Regions from separate parts of the Rattus norvegicus genome. Here region 2 is linked to region 1. A link is a contact called in public Hi-C data. All regions are on one chromosome and are shown on one strand. The core of a region is the stretch at or near the end of the contact, and the rest is flanking DNA. Distances in the headings are between cores, read along the strand shown. Region 1 overlaps Sulf2 (sulfatase 2). Region 2 has its middle 190 kb from the start of Sulf2.

Region 1 (5,605 bases), core at 798-3,297:
GAGGTCCTGACACAGATCTTAGCACTTGCTGTGTGGGCCTCTCCAGGCTGCACTGCAGAAAGGGAAGGAGGCAAAAATGGAAGCCACCATCCCTTCTCCCTCCACAGGGCACACACCTCACTGTGCCATCAGAGAAGCCCTCATAGGAGTGTGAAGACCAAGCAGCGGGCCATTAGGGCCACTGTTGATGCTGTCTCAGTGTCCCCATCTTACAGATGAGGAAACACAGAGGTCACCCAGCTTCGGCGACACCACAGGACCTGGATCCAAATCCAGCCACCACTAGGCTTCCCACCTCACTGCCCAGCCCCCAAGTCCCGCACCCAATCAGCTAGTGCATCTTTCTGAAAAGCGTTCTGGCTTTTCTCGGCCTCAGACTCCCTCAGGCTCAGCAGTGACACTCAGCAGCCCTCGCCGCTGCAACATTGTAGGGCAGCAAGGACAGGGTAATTTGGACTCCGCCTTAACATCCAGGGTGTTTAATTTTCATTACGGTCAGAATGCGCCACCCTCCCCCACCAGCTCAGTCCTAATTATTTTCTGACAGTGTGCCGCACTCAGAGGGATTATGGGTATGTTAGCCTTCTGATCCCTGGACTTCAGGGAGGGGCTGACAGGAGACGATGAACCGCATTTGGGGGGGCAGCAGGCTACCCTCACCTTGAGTGCCCCATACAGCCTCTGTACCAATGGTGCCTGTCTGCCCAGCTCCCCTCACTCGCTGGCCTCTCTACCCTCTTTCCAAGAGAGGGGGGCCAGCAGTACTCCATCCTGGGCCAAGTTCCTACCAGAGGGGTGTGATCTTGGACACTGCCTGCTCCCGCACTGTCCCTTTGAAGTGGCATTACAGACTGACAATGAATAGCAAGAGACTTCCTAACCCAGAGACTCCTCAGGCCTGGGGGGGGGGGGGCTCTGGGAGGCTCTTGCCCTGGAAGACAGCAGCTCCTAACAGTTCTGCAGGAGGGCAACTATGACAAGGCGAGGTGAAGAGGAGGCAGAGTTCTGCATGGATGGTGTCATGCAGGGCCTTCAGCTGGGATCCCCCACTCTCACCGCGCCTGCCTTATCCCTGCTCCTGGAGCAGACTTTTCGTGCTATGACAAGCATTACTGAGCGAGCTACCACCAGCACTGTTCACCTCCCTTGGTCCTCTCAGGGCTCTCCTCCCCCACTATACCACACACATGCAAGCATGCATTCAAGACGCTGAAATATAGACACGTAGAAACATGGGGCACACAGCACATGCACACAGGCACACAAACATACATGTTCACACATGTACATGGGCGTTTACAGATACATGTACACAGCACATATGTAGACACACTGTACACATGCAGACACAGACAACAGGCACAAAAGAACTCACACAGAGACAAACACAGGTAAACACAGACACGCACCACCAAAACAGCCACATGCAAACGTTCAAATACGCTCAAGCACAAAGATACAGAGACGCACATGACTAGGTGAACATACAGGTACCAAAGCTCACAGATCCGCACAGACATGTACACACACACCTGCCAGCCCTCAGCACATCTTCCAGCATGTGACATCTGGGAGCAAGCCCTCCCAAGATCTGTGACGTCACAGCCTGCTGCTCTGAGACGCATGGTATAAAGGGTTTCACTGGCCGATATGAAGGAGGTCGCCTCTGGGCATCACCTCCAGTAAGGAAAGGGGGTGGCCAACTGAAGGCTCTTTAGGGACACACAAACCTTCTTCAGGTGTTTGAGGAGCCCAGCCTGGGCCAGGTGACTAGCTGGCTGGCCCAGGCCCTGAGTTAGGACCCAGCTCTCTAACTTCTAGTTCCATAGTCTGTCTCCCAGAGTAAAAGACTGATGGAAGTCACTCGTTGGCTCCCATGGCCACCTGAGCCACCCTCCACGCAGGAGGCTCCCAGATAGACTTCCTAGTGAAGTCAGGGACAGCCATTGTATCCTGGAGTCTAAACTGGGTCCCAGGGAGTGACTTCCTCATAGTCCTGCTGACTGTGTGGCTCTGTCACCACCCACGCCGCCCCAGCAGCCCCTTCTAGCTCCCTGAGACAAGGAGGCTTGTTTCCAAGAATGCTCTACAAGCAGGTCATGCCCTGGGCCAGCCGCATAGGACACGGGCATTTCTCATAATCAAAGAACATGTGGGCTGGGAAGGATTTAGCAGCAGGGGGCTGCCAGGAGCTGGGTGAGCCATGAGGCCCTGGCTTCCTCAGAAGCACACAGTAGCAGTTTCCTATCTGTGGGACTACTGCGAGATGACATGGTACCATCTCTGTACAAGACCTTTTGACATGTGACCGAGTGCTGGGGTCCCTAGGCAGGGCCAGTGCCGGAGTCAGTGCAGGGGAGAGCACTGGCTGTTCTGACAAGAAAACCCGCCCTCCTCTGCCTCATTACAGCCTCCCATCCCCCTCCAGACTCCACTCTGATTAGCCTGTCTGTCTCAAGCAAGAAACAACCCTTGGCTGTAATTTCAGCTTAATCTGAGGGAACGGGTGCTCATGTTTTGAGACCCAGTGGATGGTGGAGCGATGCCCTCTTCTGGTGGGTTGTATTTACAGTTTCTGGGGGGTTTTTTGGTTTGGTTTTGGCTTTCTTTTTTGCCCAGGGAAGCTCTCGCGGTGTCCAAGTAAGCCCTGAACTCCTCCTGATCTTACCATCTTAGTTCAAAGAACGATCAAATCGCAACTGGAAGAATAATTGTGACAAGGAACCAAAAGCATGTCTTGTGTCCCAAAGGTGGACATTCTCAGAGTGTGTGGGCCCTGTGTGCGCGGCTGTGACATACTGAATTTTACATCCGTCCCTTGCTTTCTCAAACCAAGGCTTAGTGCAAAGAGCTCACCTACCTGTGATCCTCCTTTCACCAGAGTGACAGCCATGGGTGTGCCCCAGGGCTGGGAAATAAATAAGGTGCAGTTCAGGGATGGGGACTTGGCATCAAGTTCTGGGCCTGAGAAGGCTCTCAACTAGAGAGGGTTGATGAGTAAACTCCAGAACGTTCTCAAAGAAAGACCCATGCCAAGCTGCTGGCTTTCTGCCCTTGGGGACCCCCCTCCCATTAACACCTCAGGCCAGTTCACTTGCCCCCAACTGGAGCCAGCTGCCCATGACATTTTCTTGACTGCTTATGTTTGCCACCAGCACACCGAGTTACAACTATGCACCCAACCCAGACAAGCACTGGATCATGCGCTACACGGGACCCATGAAGCCCATTCACATGGAATTCACCAACATGCTACAGCGCAAACGCCTGCAGACCCTCATGTCTGTGGACGACTCCATGGAGACGGTAGGCCCCGCCCCTCGCCCCCCCCCCCCAGCAGGCCTCTGTCCTAATCTGAAAACCTAAGTCAAAGAGTCAAGCACTCTGTCCACCTGGGAAAGGGGCTTGGATAAATCCAGAGGGAAGGCCTCTGACTCCTGAACTTTCCCCATGAGCCTATGCTGCTTGGTAAAAGCCACGGCAACCTGCTGCTTTTCTTTCTTTAAAAAAAAAAAAATAGAGTCTTGTTCTTTATAACCTGGGGAGGCATAGATCTCACTAAATAGCTAAACTAGCCTCTGACCCATGGGGAGTCTCTTGTCTCAGCCTCCTGAGTTCTGGAATTACATATAAAAACCACTATTTGCTTGGCTGCTTTTGTTTCTTAAAAAAAAAAAAAAAAGCAAATCAAACAAACAACGACAATAACAAAAACCCACTTAAAATTACAGTAGCTTTACTGAGCTGTGACTCATGCCCTCAGATAAAGTATAGGACGCAATGGGTGTTCGTTTTGTTTTTAAGACAGAGTCTCCTGTAGCCCACATTGGTCTAGCACTCACCATGTCACTGAGGATGACCTGGAATTCCTGATCCTCCTGCCTCCACTTCCCACATTCTAAGATGACAGGGAGTGCCACGTGGTTTATGCGCTGCTGAGGATTGAACTCAGGGCCTCGTCCACACTGGGCAAGCGCTCTAACCAGCTAAGTAAGCCACGTGCACAGCACTCGCTGACATCAGCTAAACCTCGTGCACAGCGCTCACTGACATCAGCTTGGCCACGTGCACGGCGCCATGTGCATTCACATGGAGTTGTACAACCATTACTCCTGTCAGGTTTGAACATCTTCATCACCCCCTTCCCCCCGCGGGAAAATCACCTTCCCTTAACCGTCACCCCAGTCTCTGCAGGTACTAAGCCCTTCCTGATAATCTGGGCATTCCGTTACACATGGATCATAAAAATATGGCCTTTGGGGACTGGCTTTTTCCATCAGAACACAGTTTTCAAGGCTCACCCATAGTGAAGCCTGTGCCGGAATCCCCAGGACCCACGGGCGCGGGAAATCTGACTCCCAAAAGTTGTCCTTGACTTTCACACACATGACAGAATGTACTCATACACACACCTCAGATATTAAGGAATTATATTCCACTGTGTGGGCTAACAGCTTACTCAAAAGGGATCCATAGCTATCTAAATTTAGATCAAAATGATATAAAATTCAAAGTCCATTCCTTGGCCACGCTAGACACAGTTCGTGTGCTCCATAGCCACGCCGGCCAGTTGCAGACCCTCATGCAGGACTCTATTTCAGGGTATAAATGCCTACCCTGGCCACATCCAGCTTCCCTCCTTCATTCATTCATGCATTCATTCATTCATCCAAGGTTATTTATTAAGGGTCAGCGCAAGTGGGACATAGCTACCAGCTGCCAGAGAGAAAACTACCAAGACCCTCACCCCGTGGGAACTTTCCACAACTTAACGAGTGTAAGGAACAGTTGAGGGCAGTGGCCTTATAACCTGTCCAGTCCCAGGGGCCTTGCACAGAAGTGGATTTGCCCCAGGACATGGATGAAATGGGAAATATGCTGAGACCAGAGGTCTCTAGTTCCTTGCCCCTCGCACTAGGCTAGCCACGTCACCTCTGGCCTCTGTTGCAGATCTATGACATGCTAGTGGAGACGGGCGAGCTGGACAATACCTACATCGTGTACACCGCCGACCACGGCTACCACATTGGCCAGTTTGGCCTGGTGAAGGGCAAGTCCATGCCCTATGAGTTTGACATCAGGGTCCCGTTCTATGTGCGGGGCCCCAGCGTGGAAGCTGGCTCTCTGTAAGTTTGTCTCCGGTATCCGTGCCCCAGGTCCCAGGCTCACAGGGAGACCTTGGATTCTGCTTGGTCTGAAGCTCAGCACAGGTCCAAGCCACGCCCTTCAGGGGCACAATTCTAGAACAGTTGAACCAGCCATTGTGTAGCCCAGGGTGGGTTCCAAGGAGTTGTATACCCTTCTTTCTGAGGCAGAAGCCAGGAGCTATGAACTCCCATGAAAACCAGCGAGGTGGGGCTCTGGGCCAGGAAATGCCAGAGCATGGGTGTTACCAGTGCGTAGGAAGATGCTTTGATTTCCACCCGTCTGGGCAGTCGCTGGTCTGGTGGCTGTTGAGGAGGAAATCTCAGAGAGCCATTGTCAGCTGAGCCTGCTCCGGTGGCACCACGGAGCAAGCTTTCTGCCCTCTGCTCTTTCCTCAATGGGCCGAGGCCCTCAGCCATTCTCCTTGGCCTAACCTCTGAGATGGCAACCTGAGGCAGAA
Region 2 (5,605 bases), core at 789-3,288, 260 kb before region 1:
ACACACACACACACCTGCAGACCAAATCACCTACCATGCATAACCTTGCCAAAGACAACATCATTCTAACCCACAAAATACAGTCCAGTGCTCCCCACCTTCCCAGCCTCCTGCATGGACATGCACACGAATGCATCCACTTGTCATGCAATTCTTATAAACACAATCCCATCCCAGTCGCACTTTCTGAACACAAACACATACTCATCCTACAGCCCCTCTGCTGGCATTTGGCTGCAGGGCTGCTGCAGGTGGCTCGGGCGGCACGGGATGAAACGTGGGTACAGTGGAGTTGGGAGGCTGCCAGGGAGGAACAGAGGAAAGCCTTGAAGGATGAAAAGAAATTTGTTTACGGAAAGCCGTGAAAACCCAGGATTCATTCATTCATTCATTCATTCATTCATTCATTCATTTGCCCATTCATTTGTTCATGCTGCTAGAGGTGATGCCATCATTTGCTTGTTTGTGAATGATCCCACTCCCCTGAAGAGGGTAAGCTCTCTAAGGAAGGGCTTCTTTGTCCCTTTCTCTCCACAGACCTGAGATGGCTCTGCCATCCATCCCCACATGGAAGCTCTTGATCATAACTGTAAGGTCCACAAATGTCTCTGTTACCCACAATCCCCGGGCTCTCTGCTGACCCCAGATGGGATTAGTATTTCAAAGCGCATTAGTGACATTCCCTGTTTCACAGCTCCTGACAAGAAGCCGTTTAAGGGACATTATTCTGGGTTACAGGTTGAGAGGATGATTCCACTGACACAGGAAAGGCATGGGAGCAGACAGGGAACCGAAGGCTGGCTGGTTACATTGTATCAGGAAGCAGAGACGTGGAGCCGGGCTATAAAACCTCAAGGATCCACCCCTCCGAGACTCCACTTCCCAACAGCTCTAACCTTCCTAAACTGTACCACCAGTCGGGGGCCCAGCAGTTAAACCCATAGCCAATGGGGCACATTTCATGTTCAAATTCCAATATCACCAATAAGAATCTGTTGACTCTTCATGAGCAGAGATGAAATTAGTGGCTCCTCCCATCTGGGAAGAACCCAGGCTGCAAACCCTGCTGGTGATTTCAGAGCTGTGGAAAGCAAGGGGTGGAGGAAGGGAGTGAGACAGGAAGAGAAGGAGCGGGAAGGAGGAGGGAAGGGGACAGCTAGACAGAGACACAGAACATCCCCCAGACCAAAATGACCTGGGCCATCAGACTACCCCAAATGTCACCTGAGAGTCATTCATCCCAGAGGACAGGAGGGGAGTGTAGGTCTGGGAGTTTTTTAATCATATGGGTTTTTGGACAGATCCTTCTAGGTCTGAAGCTCTTAGCAAGCCATCAGCTCAAGGCTGAGCCAGCGTAGGGATTTCCCAAGAGACCTTCTGTGGGTGGTTCGGGGTGGTCTCCAGACACACAGTTGCCAGGCTCTGTCAGCAGAGCGAAGGGTTGGGCAATGATGTCCTAGCTGGCGTCTCTCTGCATGTGGGTTGTTGTAAAGCTGATGGGAGGAGACATGGGGGAGGGGAACAGCTTTGCCCCTGGAATGGGGGCTGATGCTGGGAACTTGCTGGCCTTAGGGACCTGCTGCTTCTGGGGTTTTAGAGGGCCTGTTTGAAAGCTGATAGACAGGTTAGTGTGAGGGGGATCCTGTGGCACTCAGCCCTCACAAACCCTTAAAGAAAAAGGGAGGAGCCCTTCTGAGGGATGGAGATCCTCCATCTTCGTGGCCAAGTGCCCCAGCAGCTGGGGGACTCTGAGCCTCCGTCCTGGCTGTTCCCTTCTCCTGGGTCTCTCTTCCCTGTACTCTCATCTGGCTCCTTTTCCTCATTCAGGTCCCTTCTCATGTGTCAACTGCTCACAACTGCTTTTCTTCTTGTCCCCTCATCCTCATCATTCTCTAACCTGTGGTCTCTGTCTCCTCGGCTGGGAGTCACCGTCAGCTGTTGATGTCTGAGCATCCAACGCCCTAGAGAAGGGACTGTGCGCTGCCTGCTCAGGCTTGGCTCTCAGAAGGCCTGGGTTTTGCTGACTAAATGAATAGACTCCTACTCTCTGAGTCATCTCTGCTCTCGCCCGGTTGGCTTTGTTTCCTGTTCAAGCCACATGGAGGTCATTACTCTTCCTCTCACCCAGGACAGAGCCACGGGGCCTTCCTGCTGGAAGCGGAGCTGGCAGGCTTAAACAATGGCAGGTGGAGCGGAGCAGAACCCAAAAGCTGCACCTGTGACGCCCACTGCTATCGAGGCAGCCACGCGGCTGTCTGTCGGTGCTCTGGGTGTGCTGGTCGGCTGGGGCCCCTGTAGCTGGGAGGGCGCCTTGGTCTTTCACGTGCCTAGCAGATTTGCTTAAAATGTGTGCATTCTATCAAAAGCCGGTCAAAAACTAAAGCTCGGAGGCCTCTGCCCTTGGAGGACGCCTAGTTGGCAGGTCTCCATGGAGACCACAAAAGCACATCTGGTCCCTCCCGCTTCCTGGGGAGAGCCATTGGCTTTGACTCCACAATGCCAGGCCTCGTGTCTCTTGGGTGGGCACAGTGAACTGTACTCAGGAGACCCAGAGGCCCTGGATGATGTGTGTATGGCATGGGGTCTGGTAGTCTGGCAGTTGGAGCCCAGGATTACTGTCACCTGACTTAGCAGCTGCTAGAACATTCTGGGGATGTGAACCCTCACCAGCATTGAATGCTAGAGACCTCAGTGGCCCGATCCTAATTTCTCCTCCCACTCCTGCAGCTCTTGTTCTGCCCCCACCTCCCTCTGCTTTTCCTTGCTTTCTAGAACTGCATCCTCCCTCACCTCCCCCCCTCCTGTGTCCTTCAGTCTGTCCCACTCTGCCCCCTCCAGTTTCCCTGTGTGTACCTTGCTTCTGCTCCCGTCTTGAACCCACATATGAACACACAGACAAGTCAGCATGTCGAGGCCTGTAGACGATGCTATCAGGAGCTGCTGAATTTGTGCAGGCTGCACCCTGGCATGACTGCTGGATCGGTTTTGGCCCTGGCTTTGCACTGCCCAGGTCCATGCTCCTTCACACGCAGCCTTTCTCTGCTCGGCCACTCTGTTTCCCGGCTGGGCCTTGTGTCCTCACTCACTCTACATGGTGGGCAGAGGCTGAGCCCGCAGGAGGAAACTCCTCTTCATACTACAGGAGCCCTGTGGGCAGAGAGGGACCTGCCTAGCTTTGCGTGTGTTTTAGCCTCATTTCTTTGTATATATAAAGAAATATTGTCTAAACACTGGATCCTGGATCGCGTGAGCATGGAAAGTAACTGGTAGGAAGAAAGAAAAAGAAAAAGACAGGTGAGCGTTCTTTGCAAATCGGAGCAGAATAAACTCTGCTGTGTCCACAGCTGGGGACGGGGCATGAATGAGCCGAGGGAACAGGGGTGGTACCACCAAACTAGAGATCCCAGGCCCATGGGTGACCGCCACACAGTTCACGTAATTGTCACTGTGTGCTGACTCGTGAGCCCAGCGTGGCCAAAGCTTCGGAATTTTCTAGGGACTCTGAGGTTGGGTTCTTAGAGACGTTTGCCCATGTTTGTGCCTTTTCCTGTTTCTGGATTCATCTTTGTTGACCAGCCCATGTCCTCTAAGACCAGGCTTGAGCTAACATCATTCATTCCCTGGGAGAGTATCTGGCCTCGGTTTCCCCATATGTCAACAGGAGTCTGCCCATAGAGTAGAGTAATCTGTGTGGCACATGGTGACAATGCCAGGACTGCCACCTGACTTTCCACCCTCATCTGCTTATTTTCTGTCTGTCATCCTGGCTGCCTTTAGACCCTGGATTAAGGCTTCTCCATGCCTTGCCAGAGGAGGGTTAATGCTAGGAGTGGCAGGGTGAGGAGAACAGTGTCCCCAGAGGCTTCTCTAGAGTCACTGCCAGTGCCTACTCCGATTAGTCAATAGTCTGACTGAACCACCCACCTCAGTCCTTCTCAGGAAACGACGGAAGGTACCCTTCCGGTGTCTGAATGTGGCAGTGGTTTTGTTGAGGCTGCCCACCCGCTGCTCTGACTGGAGATCAGCCCGGGCAGTCTCTGAATGGGCGGTTGCTGGACTACCCAGAGGAGAAACTCTTCGTGGCCATCACAAAACACTTGCTGGCCTTCAGCACAGTTCATGTGAGTAAGTGGGTGGACTGGCGGACCAGCCTGTAGAGCCAGAGTGCTTCCTCCTACAGGGCAGCCCAAGGCCTCTTCCCAGGCCCAGCATGGAGCCGTACCTCTAAGAAGCCCCTCCAGCCCACCTCAGACATGCACTGCAGTTCATTCGGGGCTCTGCATCCCTACCGCCTGCCAATCTACACGAGATCTGTCAAGATGTAACCAAGAGGGAGGGATCAGAGGCAGAGACTCAAAGGACTTGCAGTACCTTTGTGACAAGATACATATCTGTCCCCAGATGGGGAAAACATCTGTACACAGCTGTGTGAGGTAGCTCCTACCTGAGTAGCAGAGGCTCGGTGCCCAGACATGGCGACTCTCAGTCAGTGGGGACAGCCGCTGTACACAGTCCACCAACGGCCAGTTGCCGTTCACCACAACAGCGCTGGAGCTGAAGACACGGGGAAAGGAAGGAATGTCAATGCGCTGAGGTAGAAGGAGGAAGCTCCGAGACCATCTAGTGGGAAAGACTGGAGCTGGAAAATGCTGACAGGCAGGACCTCACCTTGATCGAGACGCTTAATCACCAATACCTCGTGCCCTCCCTCTCTTTAAACTTAAATCTCATGTGAGAATCTCAAAGATGGACCCAGGGCGTGGGGACAGTCACAGGACCTCTTTCTCTGTCCCTCTCCCCAGGGCGACCACTTTGGTTTCTTTTCTCTGCTTCTCACTATCATTCGTGTCTGTAGTTGACTTGTAGAGAGTCAGCTGGTGGCTAGCCTCGTTCCTTAGGGCTCCCAGGGGCCAGCCTTGGACCCTAACAACTCTGGTAACAGGAAGAGCTGCATTCATAGTCACCCAATTATAAACAAGGCCACCTCTAGGGTAAGGGGTGCCTAGGGCAGAAGCATTCTGAAGCCTTCATGAGTGACAGGAGACTGAAGGGGAGGGGCTAGGACAATAGCTGACATGATAGTGTCTCATATCGCCCAGATCCAAGCATCTGCCCTTGGCCACTTGGCTGAGAATTCTTCAGTGTCTTTTCTTTGGGGGGAAATATGGCCATCCTCAAGACCAGAAACATGAGGAAATTTCAATATTTGTCTCTAGTATTGGGCTGATGAAAACTACATCTGCTCGAGGACCAGAGATAGTTCTTATTCTCCTCTCCTAAGCTGGGTGAGAGGGAGGGTTGGGCAGAGCAAGAAGCTTTGAGGGTCCCACCACTTGTTGGACTGCCAGTGTGGCAGTATGACATTACCCACCTACTTGCAACCACACTGACCCAAGAGCCACTCCCCAGTGCAGTGTTGCCATAGTAACCAGCGCATTCCTAGCTGCAACTGGTATCTTTGATGCAGCTGGGAGTTATTAGACTCCAAGCCACCTTCCTGTGAAACTTACAAAGCCCAGAAAGCTCCTGAAACATACAGGATACACAAAGTCCCTCCTCCAAAAGTATAAAAGCAGGAACAAAAAAGATGCTCTCAGCTCATCCA

What was found. A called contact is a pair of places that touch in the nucleus more often than the background predicts.
Region 2: a Hi-C map of Schwann cells shows a contact between it and region 1, with 5 times the contacts expected there. The contact joins two enhancer-like sites. A contact is called at or near these places in 8 of 12 Hi-C or Micro-C datasets (the Rat2 cell line, Schwann cells, frontal cortex and 5 more).

The regions. Positions count from the first base shown.
Region 1 is chr3:175,253,518-175,259,122 of GRCr8, reverse strand. It overlaps Sulf2 (sulfatase 2), which reads left to right. Exons shown (of 21, transcript NM_001034927.1): 6 at 3,156-3,306; 7 at 4,951-5,126. Among named protein-coding and RNA genes, the nearest start is that of Sulf2, 67 kb to the left of the region's middle. Within about 2 kb of position 2,047, at least 10 of the 93 cell types and tissues checked have an H3K27ac peak or open chromatin away from gene starts, as enhancers often do. A contact at or near this core is called in Schwann cells, where this site is marked.
Region 2 is chr3:175,514,929-175,520,533 of GRCr8, reverse strand. No RefSeq gene overlaps it. Among named protein-coding and RNA genes, the nearest start is that of Sulf2, 190 kb to the right of the region's middle. Within about 2 kb of position 2,038, at least 16 of the 93 cell types and tissues checked have an H3K27ac peak or open chromatin away from gene starts, as enhancers often do. A contact at or near this core is called in Schwann cells, where this site is marked.